Linked DNA regions of Mus musculus: all the other regions are linked to region 3. The links are chromatin contacts, called in public HiChIP or PLAC-seq and promoter capture Hi-C maps. All regions are on one chromosome and are shown on one strand. The core of a region is the stretch at or near the end of the contact, and the rest is flanking DNA. Distances in the headings are between cores, read along the strand shown. Region 1 holds the start of Opa3 (optic atrophy 3). Region 2 holds the start of Dmwd (dystrophia myotonica-containing WD repeat motif). Region 3 holds the start of Prkd2 (protein kinase D2). Region 4 holds the start of Qpctl (glutaminyl-peptide cyclotransferase-like). Region 5 holds the start of Gipr (gastric inhibitory polypeptide receptor). Region 6 holds the start of Bhmg1 (basic helix-loop-helix and HMG-box containing 1). Region 7 holds the start of Six5 (sine oculis-related homeobox 5).

Region 1 (2,700 bases), core at 172-2,671, 2.4 Mb after region 3:
TATAAATGAAGCACGGGTCCCCTGATGCGAGGACTTGACCAAAGGCACTGATGGGAAAGTCCGGGGTCCCTTGGCTATGTGTCACCAGTTTTTTCTCTTGATAGCCACGACCCCTCTGCTCCTTTGCCTTCCGGTCCCTTCCCGTCCCCAACTACCCATCCTCACGCCACCATCCAGGAATTTCTCTCAACTAAGTCTTGACTTTGTTTATATGATTTTGCTCCCTGCTGGGTAAGGGAGGACAGTCTGGGACATGTCCTTAAAGTTCCTTCCTGAGCCAGCTCCCTGGGGACCCTTACCCTCCAAAGGAGGAAGTCAGGCTGCTTGAGAACCAGTGATATTAGGCAATGTGGTGGCTGAGAAGCCCCGTGTCACCCCGTTCTTATGGGACCCTCAGTCTTTCACTCGGTTACTTGGGAAAAGGATGGATTAGCTGTAGTGCACATTTGGGCTTTGCGGGACATGCTCTACATGTAGTTACTTCCTGTGTTTTACATTCAGGATTCACACACAAAGCTGACTAGTAGAGCCACTCAGTGAGCATGGCGCAGCGATAGAGTCACCGCCTAACCCCCTCCCCCCTGGGAGGAGCTGGAGTCTTTTGCTCAGTGGTGGAGCCCCCCTCCTAAGATGGGAAATGCCTTGGGGTTCAGAGACACAAGCCTCACAACACAGAAAACACAAGACAGGTACTGTTATGTGTGACATTTTGCTCACGGGGATGCTGACATCAATGCTGGGCCGTGTAGCGCAGGGCTGTGATCCCAGCACCGCACTGCGGCACAGACACAGGAGGATCAGGAGTTCCAAGGACAGCGTAGGCTACACATTGAGTTCGGAGCCAGGCTGGGTTACACGAGACCGGCTTTTAAAAACAATTAGGGGAAAAAAAACAACAACAAAAAAAGAACGAACCGATTTCCTGAAGGGTTGAGTCACTCCTCCAACTTCAGAGAGTGAGTAAAGCGGCAGGTCTGTATGACTACGCGCTGACTCGCTCCCCTCCCCGGCGAGGGCACTAACCGCCGGGAAGGCGCACCCCGACTCTTTAGACTTAATTGGGACTCACCAGGCGCCTCCTATGGGCAGGGAAATCGACTCAGTACGTGACATCACGCAAGACGCGGTGACGTCAGTACGTCGGGACTAGGGCTCCGGCCACGCTCCCACGAGCGGCCGTTTAACGGCACCGCCCTCTGACGCTTCACTTCCGCCGCACATTTGCATACCCAACGTACGGACGTCGAGGCGTCGACGCGGCGACGTCACGAGCGCCCGCCCCCCCCCCAGCAGACAAACACCCTCCCCACCACCTCCGCCGCGAGCGTGCAAACGCACGCTCCTACGTAGGCACGTAGGCAAGTCCTTCCTTACGCAAGCACGCACGGCCCACGGGCGGGTGGGGGAGGAACGGCGAGGTCGGCGGCGCCCCGCCCAGTCAGCAAGGTTGCGCGTGCCCCAGGGCGGCCGCCGAGATGGTGGTGGGCGCGTTCCCCATGGCGAAGCTGTTCTACTTGGGCATCCGGCAGGTTAGCAAGCCGCTGGCCAACCGTATCAAGGATGCTGCCCGCCGCAGCGAGTTCTTCAAGACCTACATCTGCCTACCGCCAGCCCAGCGTGAGTCTCACCCCAAGGCCTCTAGCCCTTCCATTCCCGATCTTTCTAGTTCAGGGGAACGGCGTCTGTGCTTGACCAATCCCGGCGCGAACCGGCAAAACGCTATAGCCAATGAGGATGGCTTCTGCTAGAGGGGCGTGTCACTGACCCAATAGGGAAGAAGGGAGAGCAGTCAGGGGCGTCACCGCGCGAGTTTGGAATGCAAGCCAATAGAGAAGAGGGCTTCTGGCGGTTGACGTCTACACCAGCCAATAGGATGAGGTGTGAGAAACACCAGGGTGGAGCTTATTGTCAGAAGTTAGGGGCGGGACCGAGAAGAAGTCCCCTTAGCGATCCGCTTCGGAGCCATCCTTAAGAGAGACACTTGACTACAGAAACCCCAGTTTGTCCCTCAGTTTCCCTTCGGCCCTGTGGGTGATTTGCGTATCACCCTGGGTTTAGAGCACAGAGCTTGTGCGTTAGTTTTACACTGAGTTAGGGTCGTGATAGTGTTGGAATCTTGCGACCTGGCAAAAGGATGAACCCAGAATGGGCGTCCTTCCGTTTATTTATGAGTTTCCTCACACCGATCCTTTTCGTTCGGTAGCCGCACCGTGCAGGCTTCTTAGCCCGACACTGGGAAAGATACGGTCCTAATATGTCCGCATTATGTCAGGAACTGTAGGCAGACTCGAGTTTAGAGCAGCCGGGTGAGCCAAGGGAGTCTCCTGAGCAAAGACCTCACTTGCTTCGCAAACGCACCAGATGTGTGCTCCTAGAAAAGACTGATCTCTGTAAAGCAGAGACGAGGGGGAAGTCTTTGTAATTTACCGAGAACTACCGTTCATGTTTGTCCAACGCCCCATGTAGCTTATAAATGATATGATGAGTGTTTGTTTTGAGCTGACCCTGCTTATAAAACAACAGGGTCTATCTACGCCAGTACCAGTCTGTCGAACCAAGACTCATACAGTGACAATCTAGATGGGATGGCAGAGCCCACTAGGTACCTGACCTGACATAGAGTACAAAGAGCACTTCCGGGTAGAGGGAATATTCCAACTGAGACTGAAGGGTGAGGAGAATCTCACCAGACCACTGAGG
Region 2 (2,700 bases), core at 18-2,517, 2.2 Mb after region 3:
GGCCACGTGCTGGCCTAGCAATGCACAAAATCCTGGGTTCAAGCCCGTCAATGCACATGGTGTAGTACCAACCTGGAAGACATAGAGTCAGGAAGATCTGGAGTTTGTGGTATTTTTGTTGTTGTTTTGTTTGTTTGTTTTCAGCTACAAGGTAAGATGGAGGTCAGCCTGAACTAGAGACCTTGTCTCACAAGGGGGGCGGGGGGAGCAAAACAGAACACAATCTTCTTCTGTCAATGTGATAAAACATAAAATACCTTGACAAAAGGCCGCTTAGGGGAGAAAGGGCTATTTCAGCTTGCAATTCCAGGTCTCAGTACATCATAGCAGGGAAGTCAAGGCAGGGCTGTCTCCAGAATAGAGCAGGAAGAAGGGCATGTGTGCTTGTTTTCTTGTGCTCAGCCTGGGTCTCCACTCTTACACAGTTCCGGACTCCCTGACTAGGGAATGGCACCTCCCACAATGGACTGAGTCTTCCTGTATCAATTAAGGCAATCTCCCTCAGACTGGTCTACAGGCCAACCCCAAGTAGACTGTCCCTCATTGCGATTCTAGGTAGCCTCAAATTGACAAGGTAACAACCATCATCACCAAACCGAAACCAAAAAAGGTAGACAAGGTCAGATAGGCGACAGATGGCTACACTTCACTCTGACAGCAGCAGGGGACCACAGGTGGTCAGCGAGGAAGGGAAGAGCTGGGCGTGGTGTCTCAGGCCTGAGACTCCAGATGTTGGGTCAAGTTTGAAAACTGCCTGGGCTACAAGTATGAGACCAAAGGTCAGTGAGATGGATCGGCGGGTAATGGCACTTGCTGCCAGGTAGGTAGCTTGAAGACCTAAGCTCCATCTTTAGGATCCACATGGAGGAAGGCACTTGGCTCCCTCTGACCTCTACATGCTCGTTCACGCACAAATACACGCAAAAATAAATGCATTTTTTTTTTATTATTTAAAAAACAAAACCAAGAATCGCCCGGAGTCAGCTGTAACAACACGAGGCTTCTGAATAGGCTTTGAGGCTTCTCCGTTGCTGGGCAAACGGTTCCCAGGGCGCTGTTGTTAGGGTCTAGGGGCGTTCCCAACAGTCACACCTCGTAGCCAACCAAACGCGAGGGTCTGTCGCGTTGACCACACCCACATATTGCCTCCGCCCACAGCCCCAGAACCGTTACCTCAGCAACTGTCTCGGCTTCTCCCGCCTCCGGCTCTGGGTGCCAATCGTAGAGGCGTCACCCGGACGACGACCCTACCCCTTCCGGTGCTAGCCCCTCAACTTCCGGCTGGGGGGTCTGGCGGTGGGCGGTCGGGCTGCGGTGCGGCCCGGGGGGCGGCCAAGATGGCGGCGGGCGGCGCGGAGGGCGGCCCGGGCCCCAGCGCCGCCATGGGCGACTGCGCGGAGATCAAGTCGCAGTTTCGCACCCGCGAGGGCTTCTACAAGCTGCTCCCCGGCGACGCGACGCGCAGGTCGGGCCCGACCTCCGCTCAGACCCCGGCGCCGCCTCAGCCCACTCAGCCCCCGCCCGGGCCCGCCGCAGCCTCCGGGCCCGGCGCCGCGGGTCCCGCGTCGTCCCCGCCGCCCGCCGGCCCCGGGCCCGGGCCCGCGCTGCCCGCCGTCCGCCTCAGCCTGGTGCGCCTAGGCGACCCGGATGGCGCTGGGGAGCCGCCCTCCACGCCCTCCGGACTGGGCGCGGGAGGAGACCGCGTCTGCTTCAACCTGGGCCGGGAGCTTTATTTCTACCCCGGCTGCTGCCGCAGCGGGAGCCAGCGGGTGAGTGCTCTGCTTGCTGGGGACTCCGGTGCCGAGAGCGCTGGGGTCCCAGAGTGACAGAAGGCCCCGAGGTTGGGCATCCCAGGGGAGCCTGGATCCTGGAGCTAATGGAGTCCTGAGAGGTTGCAGGGGAATCTTTGCGTGGGGAGGTTCTCTCCGGTGGTGAGTGTTCAGGACGTGATGGCGCTTCTGGGAGGAAATGGGGGAGGGGGGTCACGGAGGTGACAGATATTCTGTGGGCTTTGGGGAATCCTAAGAGGATACAGGCCCAGGGGATGGAGAACGGAGAAATGCATCCTGCCTTCTGGGCCTGTTGGAGGGAGTCTTAAGACTTGCCATACCCAGGGCTGACGGGATTTGTAAGGAGCCGAGGTGTGGCTTAGGGGTCGACGAGCAAAGCAACAGGTGAAGGAGCTCCTAAAGAATATGGTGTCTAATGGCTTTGGAAGAAATGAAGGGGGTTTGGCAAAATGATGGGAGCTCTGAATTGATGGGGGTTCCTGGCAGGGGACATCCCCAGGTGTGACAGATATCTGTAAAGCAATCCTAGAAGAGGGGTGACGTGAGGAAGTGGGGGAGACAGAGAGATGGGGATCCGGAGAATCCAGTGGTGATAATGAGGGACTGTAGTGACTGATGGCTGGCTGAACCACAGCAGATGTCCTGGAGTTTAGGGGCTCCAGGCTGAAGGAAATGAGGCTTTGGCGATGGATCCCAGGATCCCATGTCAAGGCTGCCGAGGTAGGAGGATCCTCTGGCCTCATGGCAGCCAGTCTAGTTGAACTGGTGAGCTCCGGGTTCACTGAGAGACCCTGTGTCAAATGTAAGATGCAAAGCCAGGGAGAGAGATGCCCGATGTTGACCTCTGACCTCTACATCTCTACACAACACACAACAACCACGCAGGCGTATACTATGTGTACATACAGGG
Region 3 (2,700 bases), core at 54-2,553:
TGTGGTTTTTAGGGGACACTCATTAGCCAGGCTGTGAGCTCCACGTGGCCTTGCCTCCCCCTGTCCCTCTTTGCAACTTCCCCAGGTGGTAGTTTGGGTTTTCACTCCAGCCTCAGACTTCCTTCCCCAGCCTCTGCCCCCGGATGTGGTGACAGCCAGCACTGTACCCACCTCAGCTGCCCCCAGCAGCGCTGAACCAGTAAGGGGGGGCCCTTGTGGACAAGTTGCTGCTCTCTTAAAGCTCCAGCTACCTGGATGTGAAAACTAATTGGTAGCCACTGCCTGACTACTGGAGTAAAAGTCAGAACGGCTCTTGATGGAGTTAGAGTTGACTACACAGACTCACAGGCTCTCAGTTGATGTTAGCTTTTTAGATTTCCTGTTATTGCACTACTGTTTATTTCAGAGAAGGGTGGAGGTCAGGACAACCCACAGTAGCTCAGCTGGTTCTCCTTTGACTATGTGAGTGTACAGGATTGAACTCAGGCCAGTGAGCTTGGCTTCAAATGCCTTTCCCCACCTGGCCATCTCACCAGCCACATGTTGGATGATTCCGTTAACACACCCACCCAGACACCCCTGGATGTTTTCAGTGCCTTCCCTTTCCTCTGCAAAATCAAAGGCAGCCACATCAACTCAACTTTAGCAGTGTCCAGGCACCACCTGTATTTCGGCCTCATGACAGAAAAACTAAGGCTCACAGTGGAGAAGTCACACAGCCAGAAAGATGTCGGCACTTGGTCTCACAGGAGGTCTATCAAGTGGTGGTGTCCTTTGTCATGCCACCTTGGTTGGAGGGACAGGCTTTGTACCCTCAACTCTCTGGAGAGAAACCTGAAATTAAGCTCTCTTGTGCATCCTAAGGCCTCCTCGACTTCCCACCTTATATACTGGGCTTTTGAGCTGGGGACGCGCGCTTTTGTGTGTGTGTGTGTGTGTGTGTGTGTGTGTGTGTGTGTGTGTGTGTGTGTGTGTGTGTGTGTGTTGGGGGCAGGTTGAGTAGCAGAAACTGTAAAGCCACCGGACTTGACAACGATTTCCGACCCTTTCCCTGCGGTGGGCGCCGGATGCGTGCCAGTCTGACAGCTCACTCCTTCAATGACAAAGCGCCTGCCCCTCTCGCGTGCCGCGGTGAACTGCGGCGAAAAGTCAACTTTCCAGGCTGGACTGTGCAGAGGAAACGCTGACCCTTCCGCCCTCCTACCCCCAGCCACCAAATTCCCCCCAACTCCCTGGTGCGGGGTCCCGCCTTCCCCTTCCGTCCCAGTAAGGCCCGCCCTGTGATGTCACGGTGCCCTGCTTTGATTGGCCAGCTGTGCCATCGCTCCTGAGACTTCCTTCTGGGCCGCCGCTGCCGACTTAAACTTTGAAGGGGGAAAAATAGAGCTACCCGCGCTGTGCGACCCTCCCTTGTCCCCGACCCGCCCCGCCTTCGGTAACGCTCCCTCCTCCGCCGCCCCTGATCCAACTTTCCTCCGACTTTCACGACCTGTGAGAGTCTCTTCTTTCAGCCCTGGCCCTGGCAACCCCTCCTCATCCCCGAGCCAGTCGGGTTCCTACGATCCACTAGATCCCTGGTCAGACTCCCGTTTTCTACCCCCAAGGCAGAGCATCTTCAGGCCTGCCCTGACTTTGGTCCTGCCGTCAAACCCACCGGATCCTGGCATTCCCTCTGCTTTGCTCTCAGCCTTCTTTCTCCAGGGGCCTTGGATCGCAGTGTCTTTTGATTCCAGGGACCCTGCCCTACCCGACTTTCTTTCCTGGTTTCTTCCAACCTTCCAATCTCTGGGTACCCTTCCCCAAACCACTGTTTTTCTTTCTGAACTCTGCTCTCTTGACTCCCGGCGTGTGACCCACTAGATGCCTTTTCTCTCATTGCCCAGGATCCCGCCATCCTCGCGTCTCTCAACCTGACAGATTTCTCTCTCAAATGCCTGCGTTCTTACCACCACCGCAAGAGAGCTCTCGGATCTAGGTCCCAGGGTCCTTGGTGAGCTTTGGGCGGCAGATCTGGATCTGGCCCCCATGGCCGCCGCCCCCTCCCATCCCGCAGGACTCCCCGGCTCTCCGGGGCCCGGGTCTCCTCCGCCCCCCGGTGGCTTGGATCTCCAGTCGCCGCCACCTCTGCTGCCTCAGATCCCGGCTCCGGGTTCGGGGGTCTCCTTCCATATCCAGATCGGATTGACCCGAGAGTTCGTGCTGTTGCCGGCTGCCTCAGAGTTGGCTCATGTGAAGCAACTAGCCTGTTCTATCGTGGACCAGAAGGTGAGGGCATAGGGGGCTCTCATGATAAAGGAGGAGGCTTTGGAGGTGGCCTGAGATTGTTGGGAGGCCAGAGAGGGGCCTAGGTGACAGACGAGGAGGGGCACTACACCCTAGTCGTGTCCTCACTCCACCACCGGTTTCAGAGAGGCCCGGATAGGGGTGGGGTGCCCAGAGGCCTCCCCAAATTGCCTGTCGCTGCTTGTTGTTTTCTGCAGCGAGCAGGGAGGAAGGGAGGGGCCTACCAGGTGTGGAGTTGGGAGGAAGGGGCAAGTGGGAGCAGCTGATCAGGAAGAGCTCTTCTGATGGGCCCATCCTGGGCCTCCGGTCTTTGGAAACAGTAGAAATTGAAGCCATACTGGCCATGGTGATCGGGTGACATGTGTGAGTGGGTGTGTGGACAAGCTGCCAGGGGCAAGCAAGGTCTCGGGGTACAAT
Region 4 (2,700 bases), core at 88-2,587, 2.3 Mb after region 3:
ATGAAATCAACGATATCAGTGACTGTCCCCATTTTGAAGATGAGGAAGCTGAGTCCCAAAGAGGTTAAGAAGTTAGTCCAACTAAAGTGGATCCTAAACACAGTATCTGAATGGCACCACACCACTAATTCTGAAGCCAACCTTCTTGGATTTTAATTCTAATTAGCTGTGGGACTTGGACAAAATGTAAAAACTTCAGTTTCCTCATCTGTATAGTGGAGATTATATTAGTTCAGACCTCACCAGAGAGTACACTGCTTCTGCCTAATATAGGATAATATTTAGTGGGGGTCGTATAGTGCGGGATTTGTGTACCACCAAGAGAATCTAGTCAGGTTCACCTGCCGCTGCAGCCACCACCACCACCACTCCCCTACCCGCCTACTCCCCATCTCTGTCCCCCGACCCCCATCAGATCACTTCTGCCTCCTGGCTGTTTTGGGATCTTCGGAGCCTGAGTTCCATTTCCTGACAAACTGGGGAAAGGAAGTTGGGGGTTGACAATAAAACCCTTTACCTTTCTCACTTGGAGATTGCCAGAACTACCCGGGGGTCGCACAATCAATAAGGGACGCAGGAAAGTTCCCCAGAGACGCTGCGGATCCAGCTGCCCTACCACCAGCCGCAGCTTGGCTTCTGAAAGGCTTCCGATCAGCGGGACCTTGGTTGGGAAATGGGATGGGAAAAAGAAAAATGAAAACAACCCCATTCCCACCTTATCCTGGGCGCCGTTGCCTACTAGGAGTCCTGGCTCTTCCTGGTAATGCAAATCTCCAGCATCAAAGATTTCCTAGACTGGGAGAAATCTTCAAAGCAAATCTGGTCCAGCCTACCGCAGTCCTAACGAGGAAATTGCAATCGGGTGATGGAAATTTCTAAATAGATGGCTTGGGCATAGAACTCAGTTCTACCAGTGTTGCTATGAGGACTCGTCATCTTCAGTGGGGTCTATCACAAAACAAGCCTGAAGCCTTATTTTGTTGGGTAGGGGCACGCGCTCAAGTCATGGATAAATGGCACAGGCGGCAAAAGCCAAATGATAAGACCACGGTAACCTGAGACTCAATACGAAGGGAAAGAGGGAAATGACGCTGGCTGGGCACCAGCCAGGGCTCACCCGCAGATCCCGGCTCCGTGACATCTCCTCAACCCCAGGGTGCCAGCTGTTCCAGACGATATAGAAAGCCAAGCCCATAGCCAGCGCCAGCAGCAGCAGGGGCAGGAACTGCACTCGCGGCAGAAGACGGCGCTTGGAAAGTGAGGGTGGTTTCATGAGGCCACGATCCTCGAGCCGCTGCCGGGGCCGCCCGCGGCTCCCGGGACTCATGGTAGCTTTGCTCTGAAACCAATCCCGGTATGGTGGTTTGAGTTTTAGGCCAAGATCCGCCTCGCTGAGGTTACAAAACCCAATAAAGAAGCAGAGTAACTGCGTCCTTCCCTGAGACGATTGCGATTGGCTGTCCTAAGCGCCGCCCCACCCAAAAAGGAGGGCGGAAACCTTAAGGCCCGCCTCCACGGAAGAGGACCAGTCAATGGGCTGCGTCCGAATGTGCGAAACCTTCCAAGGCGCGGGGTCACGCCCCTCACGGAAGTCGATCAAGAAACTGTCGTTCAAGGAAAAAAGGGGCGGCATCCATCCCTAAAACAAGGAGCCGATTGGTTTACCTGAAGCCATGCCCTCAAGAAAAGTGTCCGAGGGTATTTGGAAATGGGGTTGTGTTTTCCATCTTCCAACTGGACGGTTTGACGGGAAAATAATTCTAGTCAGACCCCGTATTATTTTCCTCATGAGCAGACACCCTATTGTGATCCTCAGAAGCTTCAAATCCTCCTTATAGGCATTTTCTACAGGAGAGTGCAGCCTGAAGGGTCGCTATGGTAACAGGCCACGCCCACAGCCGCTGGTATTTGGTTGCGCAGGCGCCGACGGAAGTGAGCCGCAGGAGACGGAAGTCCCGCCCTTCTCGCCCTGTACGCCAAAGGCTGGAGCAACGCGCTTGGAGGCGGGAGTGATCTGCGAGCGAAACCTACACCATGTGAGGCCGGGCTGGGCTTTGGCGGGGCCGTGGAGATGGAGGTGGACAGTTTAGCTGAATAACGGTCGAAATGGGGTGTTTTTATAGCTGAGGGTAGAGTTCCTCGGGCAAAAGTAATGTTTTTCCTTCTGGGGTATTTGAGATCGGGCTTGGGGCCTCGCTCGGATCTTGAGTTCCGGAGAGGGGACAGCTTTATTCCATAACGGGCATGAGACTCTCCGAGGTCCTGAGTCTTGTGGAAAGGAACCATAAAGGGAAAGCTGAGTCTGATGGCACATGCCTGGAATCCCAGGCCTCGAGAGGCTGATGCAGGAGGTTCGCTAGTTGGCCTTGGCCAGCTTCATAGCGAGACCGCTTCCAAAAGTAATAGTAATTTTAAATGGAAGTGGTCTTATGAATAAAGAGCTTGGCGGGGAAGGAAGAACTGTTAGAAATAGTGAAAAGTATGGGACGTAACCAGGATAAATTAGAGAACCTAACTAGAGACTGTCAGAGTAGCAGGGTACTACAGTGGTTTGGTGCGTGTTTATTCATTGAGCATATACTATGTAGACTGCTTGTAAGTTAAGACACATGGTAAATAAAAGGTCCTTGCCTCCAAGGGGGTGGGGGAATCTCCCTGGTGCTTGTAAAAAGAGTGGAGTAGGAAAGCCATAGAGTAATA
Region 5 (2,700 bases), core at 159-2,658, 2.3 Mb after region 3:
GGAGCTGTCCATTTTTTTACGCAGGAGTTCTGGGTGGCTCAGAAACCTCTTAGATGGAATTGGGGTGCCTAGAAAATCGCCCAAAGGAAGGGGTAGCTTGTCCCCACCTGGAGGACTTGTGAGGGAAACTGTGTGAAGAGAAACTACCAGTTTATACAGGGAGGGGGGCGAGCAGCCTTAAAACTCTCCCTAATGTAGGGAAAGGCTTAAAACCACCCCAGAGCGCCTATTATCTCTCGAGGTCCTCACCTCCGCCCACTGGAGTCCCCACAACCACAGCAGCAGAAGCAGCAACCGCAGGGGCATCCTTGAAAGGTGATGGAAACTCTGGCCACTCGGAGGCAGTTGGGCTGGAGGGTCCCAAGGCAGAACCAACTCTTGGGCTTCAGTCCAAGTCAGTGCTCACCTGCCAGAAGCACATGGCGTCTGAGGCCACGCCCCCCATTTCCGCACGTGAGGATTTGGGGCGGAGCAGGACTAGGCGCGGCCTCCAGTAGATAAGTGAGGCTGGGATCAGCTAAGCGATTCCCAGGTCCTCCTAAGTGTTGCTGAGGCAGCCAAGGTGGAAGGGAGGGGTGTTTGCTGAGGGGCCTGTTGCCCTAGAGCTGTGACAGGCAGAAGCGTCAGTGTCACCGAGAGGCTAGACCGGAGGGACTCTTGGGAACCTGAGACCTCCTTAGAGAGGAGAGACTAGAAACTGTCAGTCAAGCCCTGAAGGGAATTTGAACCGATCATTTGAGTTCGCATCAATTTATATAGAAGATAAAAGCCCAATCTTCTAAAACTTCCCTGGCTTCAAGAAGTCAGAGGGACAGCGCTCTCCCAGCATCTAAATATTTAGGGAACAGAGAGATATTAGACCCTGGGTTTCTGACTTTTGGACGTTAGATGCTCTGAAAATCCTTCTAACCCAACTATCACCCCCGCCCAGACAATGTGAATGCAGAGTTTCAAAAGGGAATCTCAGAGCTACAGAAAAGAAAAAATATAAGACAAACAAACAAACAAAAACACCAAAAACCAAAAAACCAAAACAAACAAACAAAAAATCACGGACTCAGTTATAAGGTATAAGAACAGAAAGACTTGGGGACAATGAGACACAAGCGAGAGATCAGAGCCTAAAGGGCAAAAAAGGAGATAAAGACAAAACTGTGGCTCAGAGACAGAGGAAGTGACTAGGGAAGAGACAGAGAAGGGGAAAGAGTAGAAAAAGCCCATTTAGAGATTAAAAGAGGTGAAGAGATGACAGGTCAGAGAGGCAGAAAGAGACAAAGATTGAGATAGGGGGACAGTCAAGGGAGAGATGGGCCCAGGGCAAGGGCTTGATGGAGACCCCTTACCTGCACGGAGTCCTGTTCGCAATCTCCACTGACACAGCTGCCCTGCCTCGCCTGCCAGAGAGCTCTGGAAGAGGTGACAGGCGCTGGCAGCCTGGGGTGTTGGGAGGGGGCGGGGCCAGGGCGGACCAGAGAACAGGAGGGGGAGCTCTGGGGAAGAGTGGGAACCGTGGAGCAGGCACGTTTATCACAGCCATTGTGTCACGTAGAGGGAACAGTCACACAGTTATGGTTCCCCCCTCCCCCAGGCCACAGAACACACTATGCCAGCCAGCCACTTACACAGCCTCTCACGCTGCCTCACACAGGATCCCAAATGCTGAGCAGGAGAGCGACAGAGACTCACAGAGTGAGACTCCGTGAGTAACAAGTTCATTCATAGCTCTACAACTAGGACTATGCTGAGAGAGCCAGTCTTTCACCCACAGCTTCCCAATCACTTGCAGGGACAAGCGGCTGTGTGCCCTGGGACGTGGACACTTCACATATGTGTAAACACAGCCTATAATCTTAATTACCACTGCCTTTCTGTTGTCATTGTTTGGTGTATATGTATGTCATTGTATATGTGTGTACGTGTACATGTGTATGCGTGAAGGACCAGAGGACAACCTCTGATGTGATTCTTTTTTTAAAATTTTTTTTATTATTATATGTAAGTACACTGTAGCTGTCTTCAGACACTCCAGAAGAGGGAGTCAGATCTTGTTACGGATGGTTGTGAGCCACCATGTGGTTGCTGGGATTTGAACTTCGGACCTTCGAAAGGGCAGTCGGATGCTCTTACCCACTGAGCCATCTCTCCAGCCCCTCTGATGTGATTCTTAAGTGTTGTCTACTTCCTTTGATTTGGTCTTTCAAGACAAGATTTCTCTGTGTAGCCCTGGCTGTCCTTGAACTCATTACATAAACCTGGCTGCCCTTGAATGCAGAGATCTGCCTGCCTCCGACTCCCTGGTACTGGGATTACAAGCATACACTACCCAGCTTAATTTATCTTGCTGCATGCATAACAAGGACTTTACCAAGTGAACCATTGCTCCAATCCCTGATTTGTCTTTCTTTGTTTTAATTTTATGTGCATGCATGGAGGCATGTGTACCATATTCATGCAGTGCCTGAGGAGGCCAGTAGAGGGCACTGGATCCCCTAGAACTGGAGTTACCCATGGTTGTGAGTCTCCCCATGGGTGCTGAGAACTGAATTCTGGATCCTCCTGAAGTGTTCTTAACTGCCATTTCTCCAGTCCTGTTTCGTTTGTGGTTTTGGTGTGTGTGTGTGTGTGTGTGTGTGTGTGTTTTAAGAAAACAGAGTCTCATTCTATAACCGAGGTGATCTCCAACCTTGGATCTCCTGCCTC
Region 6 (2,700 bases), core at 67-2,566, 2.3 Mb after region 3:
CCCCCAACCCCCACACAGTCTCACCTTATACCAGCTCAGGTTTATGTAGTCAGGCTGGACTCCAAATCATAAAAGGTTATATGTGTGAATTACCACAGCCAGCTCAGACCACAAGCCTTAACACTGAAAACCCCAAATCCTAGAGGAAGGATATCCAGGGTATAAAAAAAAAAGAAAAAAGAAAAACCCTCACCACCCCAAATGTAGTGGGAATACCCAAGGGGTGCTTCCCCTTCTCAGAAGAGAAGGAGAGGGGCACTGGGGGAGGACCTACCAGAGGGGTAGGAGGGACTGAGAGGAGAGGAGGGCTGATATTGGGATGTAAAGTGAAAAAAAAATTTTAAAAAGATTTATTTATTTATTATATGTAAGTACACTGTAGCTGTCTTCAGGCACCCCAGAAGAGGACACCAGATCTCACTACAAATGGTTGTGAGCCACCATGTGGTTGCTGGGATTTGAACTCAGGACCTTCATTAGAGCAGTGAATGCTCTTAACCACTGAGCCATCTCTCCAGCCTCGAAAAAATAATTTTTAAAAATGTGTTTCATGTCCTACAATAAATATCTCTAAACTCTAAAACTGTCCCTTCAGATCCTCACATTGTGATTTCCTTCTTAGAAAACTTAGACCTCACGCATGCATCCCACTGAGACCTGGAACCCTAAATTGACACCTATACGCAATGAGTAGCACGACGACTCCAGGCTTTAAAATTAATTCTCAAAGACCCAAGCCGTGCCCACTCCAGAGCCTATTTTCCTGCTTTGATGGTCTCCACTGATACTGAAAAGCCCCAACCCTGTCAAATTAGACCTCTGACCCTCCGAACGTAACCCCTGGAACCCCAAACTAAGATTTCCAGATCTCCCGTCTTCAGCTTCCAAAAGCCGAGCCTCGAACAGGAGACCCCATGTCTCAAACGCCACTAATAACTTTCCAGAAACCCAGCCTGGATTCCCTCAAACACAAAGTCTACCCTCAAACCGGTCTCGAGCTCTGGGGTCCCTCTCCATCCGACCTAGAGCTCCCTAGGGGGTCACGGCCGCAGGGTGTGACTCTGACGACTCCTCACCATCTCCCCGCTACCTCAAGCCAGCTAGAGCCAGGGCGTCTGCCGCCCCACACCCGTTGGTCACCAGCACTCACCTCAAGATTTGCAATATGGCGTTAAGCCTCGACTTCTGCTTTGGCACTGGGCTCACGCTTCGACAGTCTGAAGGCTCCGGCAGCGGCTCGCGCGGCTCCCGCGGCTCGCGGGGTCCCAGGGATGCAGACCGCGTGCCTCCCGACGCGCAGACCGAGCGAAGAATGGCAGGGCGCGAGGCTGTGGCGCGAAGGCACCAGAGCGCCTGAGGCGAGGCCACGCCCCCTCCACGTTCCCGCCACGCGGTGCCAGGCACGAGCAGAGGAGCGTTGGAAAAGGGCAGTGCGGCGAGTGCGCACGCGCACCCGGGGCAGGGCACGGGCCACAGCTCCGACACGTGCTCCCGCTCCCGCGCTCGCAGCATCAGCCAATCAGCTCTTGCTCCATTACCCGCCCTTTCCTCAGGCCACGCCCTCTGTTTTGCCCCGCCCCCTGACCTATTTACCTCAGACCCCAGCAGGATTTGCCAGGTGTCCGCAAGCGCGAGGTGTCTGTACTCCCCCTGCTGGCCCTCCTGTGTCCCCATCCGACCCTTTCGCTTTAGGGCGCATCTGCTTAAAGACCACTGTGTGTCAAGTACCTTGTTCAGGCGGCTAACTTCGCCACCTTTCCCTGAAACGAGGCTTTGTAGACCCCATGGAAATGCCAGTTCCTGTAGCTGCAAACAAAGTAACCTTTAGTGTCTGAGTGTGGATCCAGTCTTGCTATATAGCCCAGGCTTGCCTACTACTTGTAACCGTTTTGTCTCAGGTCTGTCTGGAACGCAAGGAATGCACTACCTTGTAACTCAGGTTACAAACTACACAATTTATTTTTAAAAAGCATTTTAGTTTTAACTAGGTATACATGTTGGGGGGGTGGGGGGGAGGAATACTGCACGCAGGTGTCCCCAGATGCCAGAGGCATCAGATGCCCCTAGAGCTGGAGTTTTAGACAGGGGCTTCTAGGGGCATCTTCAGGGGCAAATGCAAATTCTCTGCAAGAGCGATGTCTTCCTAACCTCTGAGTAGTCTTTCCAGCTTCATCTTTATTTTTTGACACAGCGTCTCATACCCTTGACCAGGCTAGTCTCAAACTCACAGAGGTACACTAACCTCGGCGTCCAAAATGGTGCGATTAAAAGTGTGTGCCACCACGGCAGATTCAAACCGTACATTTTGGAAATGCTGCCAAGATTCCTGCCCTTCTGGAGGCTCTGTTCTACCTGTGATGTGAACATAGTGCCTGGGCTTTTCCTCACTTCGATATCTTGTTTTCTTTATTTGCCAATTAGGAGGTGGTGGTAGGCAAGTGTGGGGAGTGAGATGAAGGTGAGAAATGGGAGAGAAAGTTTGGGAAAACTCATATATTATTAATTATTTGTCAACTAACATGATAAATCAATAAAGTTGTTCTTCCTAAACTCTTCATCCCTCGCTAACGTCCCTTTGAAGTAGCCTCGATTCTCTTTTCAAGGGCCTCGGGCCAAAATGGAGGCGGCTGGACTCTATTTCCCAGATACCCTCGCGGGAGAATTTTCTGCGCCTGCGTATTTTAGTGTGCCCTTAGCCTC
Region 7 (2,700 bases), core at 121-2,620, 2.3 Mb after region 3:
CGTCTCTGTGCCCATCGCGCCCCCCCCCCCCCCCCACCGCTCCGCTCCACACTTCTGTGAGCCTGGGTCCCCACCCAGCTCCGCTCCTGTGATCCAGGCCTGCCACCTGGCGGCCGGGGAGGGAGGAACAGGGCTCGTGCCCAGCACCCCTGGTTCCTGCAGAGCTGGTAGCCACCGCTGCTGCAGCAGCTGGGCATTCGCCGACCTTGCTTTACTCAGCCCCGACGTGGATGGGCAAACTGCTCAGCTCATCCGATTTCACTTTTTCACTCTCCCAGCCATCAGTTACAAGCCATAAGCATGAGCCCCCTATTTCCAGGGACATCCCATTCCCATAGTGATGGATCAGCAAGACCTCTGCCAGCACACACGGAGTCTTTGGCTTCGGACAGCCTCACTCCTGGGGGTTGCTGCAACTCCTTCCCCGTGTACACGTCTGCACTCTAACAACGGAGCCACAGCTGCACTCCCCCCTCCCCCAAAGCAGTGTGGGTATTTATTGATCTTGTTATCTGACTCACTGACAGACTCCGGGACCCACGTTTTAGATGCATTGAGACTCGACATTCCTCGGTATTTATTGTCTGTCCCCACCTACGACCTCCACTCCCGACCCTTGCGAATAAAATACTTCTGGTCTGCCCTAAATCCCGCGCAATATCTCTGTTGTGGAAAGGAAACCGCCCCGCAGGCCAATGGAGAGTCCAATAGAGACAACCAATGGCTTGAGTGGGAGCTAGAGGGGAGGCAAAGCGCACGAATCAGGTTGAAGGGTGGGGCTTAGGCATCCAGCCAGTAGGAGAGAAGCAACAAGCCACCAGAGACACCACCGCCCCCCACCCTCCCCCCCAGCTGTGACCCAGCTGTGCCACTCAAGTTTGGAAAAAAGTAGGGGGTTGGGCCAGCAGCGGGCACACCATCTTCCCACTGCGCCTGCGCAAGCCACGCGCATCCGCTTTTTGGACCGACACTCCAGAAAAGTTGCTGCAAACTTTCTAGCGCGATTCCCCGCCCCTCCTCCCAGCTAGATCCACCGCCTACCCGCGGGGCCGGGAATTCCGAGGGGCGGAGCACGGCGCGGAGATGGGAAGGGAGGGGGCCCTTCAAGGGACCCGGGAGATGGGAGCGGCTTCGCGCCCTTAACCCTCCGGACGGCCCATTACCTTCTCCGTTGCTCTGATAGGGAAACTGAGGCCCTGAGTCAGAGGCACACAAGGGGGGAAGGCCAAAAGCGCGGCCAGAGACGGAGGGAAAACAAAGAATCCTGACAGCCCGGGAGGGGGGCGGACACACAGGGACAAGGACAGACCCGAGTGCAGAGCTGGGTCTAGTCTTTGGGAGGGGGCCAGAAGACTGCAAGGGGACCGGGGGGGGGGGCGGCGAGGAGGACTGGGCGGAGGAGGGGGCTGGGGAAGCCCGCGGGAGGCGGCAAAGGAGGGAGGAACTTTCCAAAGTTGCCAAACATGGCTACCTCGCCTGCGGAGCCGAGCGCGGGGCCCGCGGCTCGGGGGGAGGCGGCGGCGGCGACCGAGGAGCAGGAGGAGGAAGCGCGCCAGCTTCTGCAGACTCTGCAGGCAGCCGAGGGGGAGGCGGCGGCGGCCGGGGCGGGAGATGCGGCGGCGGCGGCGGACTCTGGGTCCCCGAGTGGCCCGGGGTCTCCCCGGGAGACCGTGACCGAGGTGCCCACTGGCCTTCGCTTCTCGCCCGAACAGGTGGCATGCGTGTGCGAGGCGCTGCTGCAGGCGGGCCACGCCGGCCGCTTGAGCCGCTTCCTGGGCGCGCTGCCCCCGGCCGAGCGCCTACGTGGCAGCGATCCGGTGCTGCGCGCGCGGGCCCTAGTGGCCTTCCAGCGGGGTGAATACGCCGAGCTCTACCAACTTCTCGAGAGCCGCCCTTTCCCCGCCGCCCACCACGCCTTCCTGCAGGACCTCTACCTGCGCGCGCGCTACCACGAGGCCGAGCGGGCCCGTGGCCGTGCGCTGGGCGCTGTGGACAAATACCGGCTGCGCAAGAAGTTCCCTCTGCCCAAGACCATCTGGGATGGCGAGGAGACCGTCTATTGCTTCAAGGAGCGCTCGCGAGCGGCGCTCAAGGCCTGCTACCGCGGCAACCGCTATCCCACGCCTGACGAGAAGCGCCGCCTGGCCACGCTCACCGGCCTCTCGCTTACACAGGTCAGCAACTGGTTCAAGAACCGGCGACAGCGCGACCGCACTGGGACCGGCGGTGGAGCGCCTTGCAAAAGGTGAGGGGGGAACCGACCCTCCTTCCTCGGTGGCCGCTGGAGTCTGCGCAAGTGACCCTTCACATCCCTCTTCGGTGGCGTCGGCGAGTGCATAGGCTGAGCGTGGAGAGACCAGGCACACCCTGGGTTCTCTGGGCATCACTGCCTCAGGGGCAGAGGTTGTTCCAGCTACTTCTAAGCTGGGAACGCAGTGCCAGGAATGGGGGGGGGGGCGGGGGCGGGACGGGCAGTGAGAAAAGTGAGGTATCCCTGGAGGAGCGGTAGTAAGGAAGGGAAAGGGGCCTTTGTCTAAGGCACCCAGGGTAGGGACCCGCTTTTGGGGCCTCTGCAACCTGGCCCCTCGGTAACCATTACTTACACCCACCCCCACGCCCCCTCCAGCCCAAACAGCGTGGTCTGTCGCTTGTCTTTGTTGTGAAACGTGAACCTTCTCCGGCTCCGGTTTCCCTGTAACC

Evidence for each region. Promoter capture Hi-C pulls out the DNA fragments that hold promoters and counts their contacts. HiChIP or PLAC-seq counts read pairs in DNA pulled down with a chosen protein or histone mark. Capture Hi-C pulls out chosen DNA fragments and counts their contacts.
Region 1: a promoter capture Hi-C map of liver shows a contact between it and region 3, with 3 times the contacts expected there. The contact joins the promoter of Opa3 here to the promoter of Prkd2 in region 3. A contact is called at or near these places in 1 of 39 promoter capture datasets (embryonic stem cells), 3 of 115 datasets of contacts at active chromatin or transcription factors (embryonic stem cells, extraembryonic endoderm stem cells and stem cell-derived neural progenitor cells) and 2 of 9 other capture datasets (adipose tissue and liver).
Region 2: a contact with region 3 is called in an H3K27ac HiChIP or PLAC-seq map of acute myeloid leukemia, with 7 times the contacts expected there. The contact joins the promoter of Dmwd here to the promoter of Prkd2 in region 3. A contact is called at or near these places in 10 of 39 promoter capture datasets (the 3T3-L1 cell line, the HPC-7 cell line, cranial neural crest and 6 more) and 6 of 115 datasets of contacts at active chromatin or transcription factors (T-cell acute lymphoblastic leukemia, acute myeloid leukemia, embryonic stem cells and 3 more).
Region 4: an H3K27ac HiChIP or PLAC-seq map of embryonic stem cells shows a contact between it and region 3, with 13 times the contacts expected there. The contact joins the promoter of Qpctl here to the promoter of Prkd2 in region 3. A contact is called at or near these places in 3 of 115 datasets of contacts at active chromatin or transcription factors (astrocytes, embryonic stem cells and forebrain) and 1 of 9 other capture datasets (liver).
Region 5: a contact with region 3 is called in a promoter capture Hi-C map of embryonic stem cells, with 7 times the contacts expected there. The contact joins the promoter of Gipr here to the promoter of Prkd2 in region 3. A contact is called at or near these places in 1 of 39 promoter capture datasets (embryonic stem cells), 1 of 115 datasets of contacts at active chromatin or transcription factors (large pre-B cells) and 1 of 9 other capture datasets (pancreatic islet).
Region 6: an H3K4me3 HiChIP or PLAC-seq map of fetal liver shows a contact between it and region 3, with 5 times the contacts expected there. The contact joins the promoter of Bhmg1 here to the promoter of Prkd2 in region 3. A contact is called at or near these places in 4 of 39 promoter capture datasets (the C10 cell line, embryonic stem cells, liver and 1 more), 5 of 115 datasets of contacts at active chromatin or transcription factors (embryonic stem cells, fetal liver, large pre-B cells and 2 more) and 2 of 9 other capture datasets (adipose tissue and liver).
Region 7: a contact with region 3 is called in a promoter capture Hi-C map of embryonic stem cells, with 6 times the contacts expected there. The contact joins the promoter of Six5 here to the promoter of Prkd2 in region 3. A contact is called at or near these places in 10 of 39 promoter capture datasets (the 3T3-L1 cell line, the HPC-7 cell line, cranial neural crest and 6 more), 7 of 115 datasets of contacts at active chromatin or transcription factors (T-cell acute lymphoblastic leukemia, embryonic forebrain, embryonic stem cells and 4 more) and 1 of 9 other capture datasets (adipose tissue).

The regions. Positions count from the first base shown.
Region 1 is chr7:19,226,968-19,229,667 of GRCm38.p6, forward strand. Opa3 (optic atrophy 3) reads left to right here and starts at 1,422. Exons shown (of 2, transcript NM_207525.3): 1 at 1,422-1,617. The coding sequence starts at 1,476.
Region 2 is chr7:19,074,933-19,077,632 of GRCm38.p6, forward strand. Dmwd (dystrophia myotonica-containing WD repeat motif) reads left to right here and starts at 1,268. Exons shown (of 5, transcript NM_010058.2): 1 at 1,268-1,769. The coding sequence starts at 1,338.
Region 3 is chr7:16,841,599-16,844,298 of GRCm38.p6, forward strand. It overlaps Prkd2 (protein kinase D2), which reads left to right and starts at 1,304. Exons shown (of 19, transcript NM_001252458.1): 1 at 1,304-1,435; 2 at 1,884-2,265. The coding sequence starts at 2,026.
Region 4 is chr7:19,147,859-19,150,558 of GRCm38.p6, forward strand. Qpctl (glutaminyl-peptide cyclotransferase-like) reads right to left here and starts at 1,338. Exons shown (of 7, transcript NM_026111.3): 1 at 1,118-1,338; 2 at 518-661. The coding sequence starts at 1,327. It overlaps Snrpd2 (small nuclear ribonucleoprotein D2), which reads left to right and starts at 1,980. Exons shown (of 3, transcript NM_026943.1): 1 at 1,980-2,036. The coding sequence starts at 2,035.
Region 5 is chr7:19,164,719-19,167,418 of GRCm38.p6, forward strand. Gipr (gastric inhibitory polypeptide receptor) reads right to left here and starts at 1,409. Exons shown (of 14, transcript NM_001080815.1): 1 at 1,344-1,409; 2 at 250-406. The coding sequence starts at 306.
Region 6 is chr7:19,117,028-19,119,727 of GRCm38.p6, forward strand. Bhmg1 (basic helix-loop-helix and HMG-box containing 1) reads right to left here and starts at 1,317. Exons shown (of 13, transcript NM_001370811.1): 1 at 1,151-1,317.
Region 7 is chr7:19,093,174-19,095,873 of GRCm38.p6, forward strand. Six5 (sine oculis-related homeobox 5) reads left to right here and starts at 1,371. Exons shown (of 3, transcript NM_011383.1): 1 at 1,371-2,245. The coding sequence starts at 1,464. It overlaps Dmpk (dystrophia myotonica-protein kinase), which reads left to right. Exons shown (of 15, transcript NM_001379257.1): 15 at 1-648.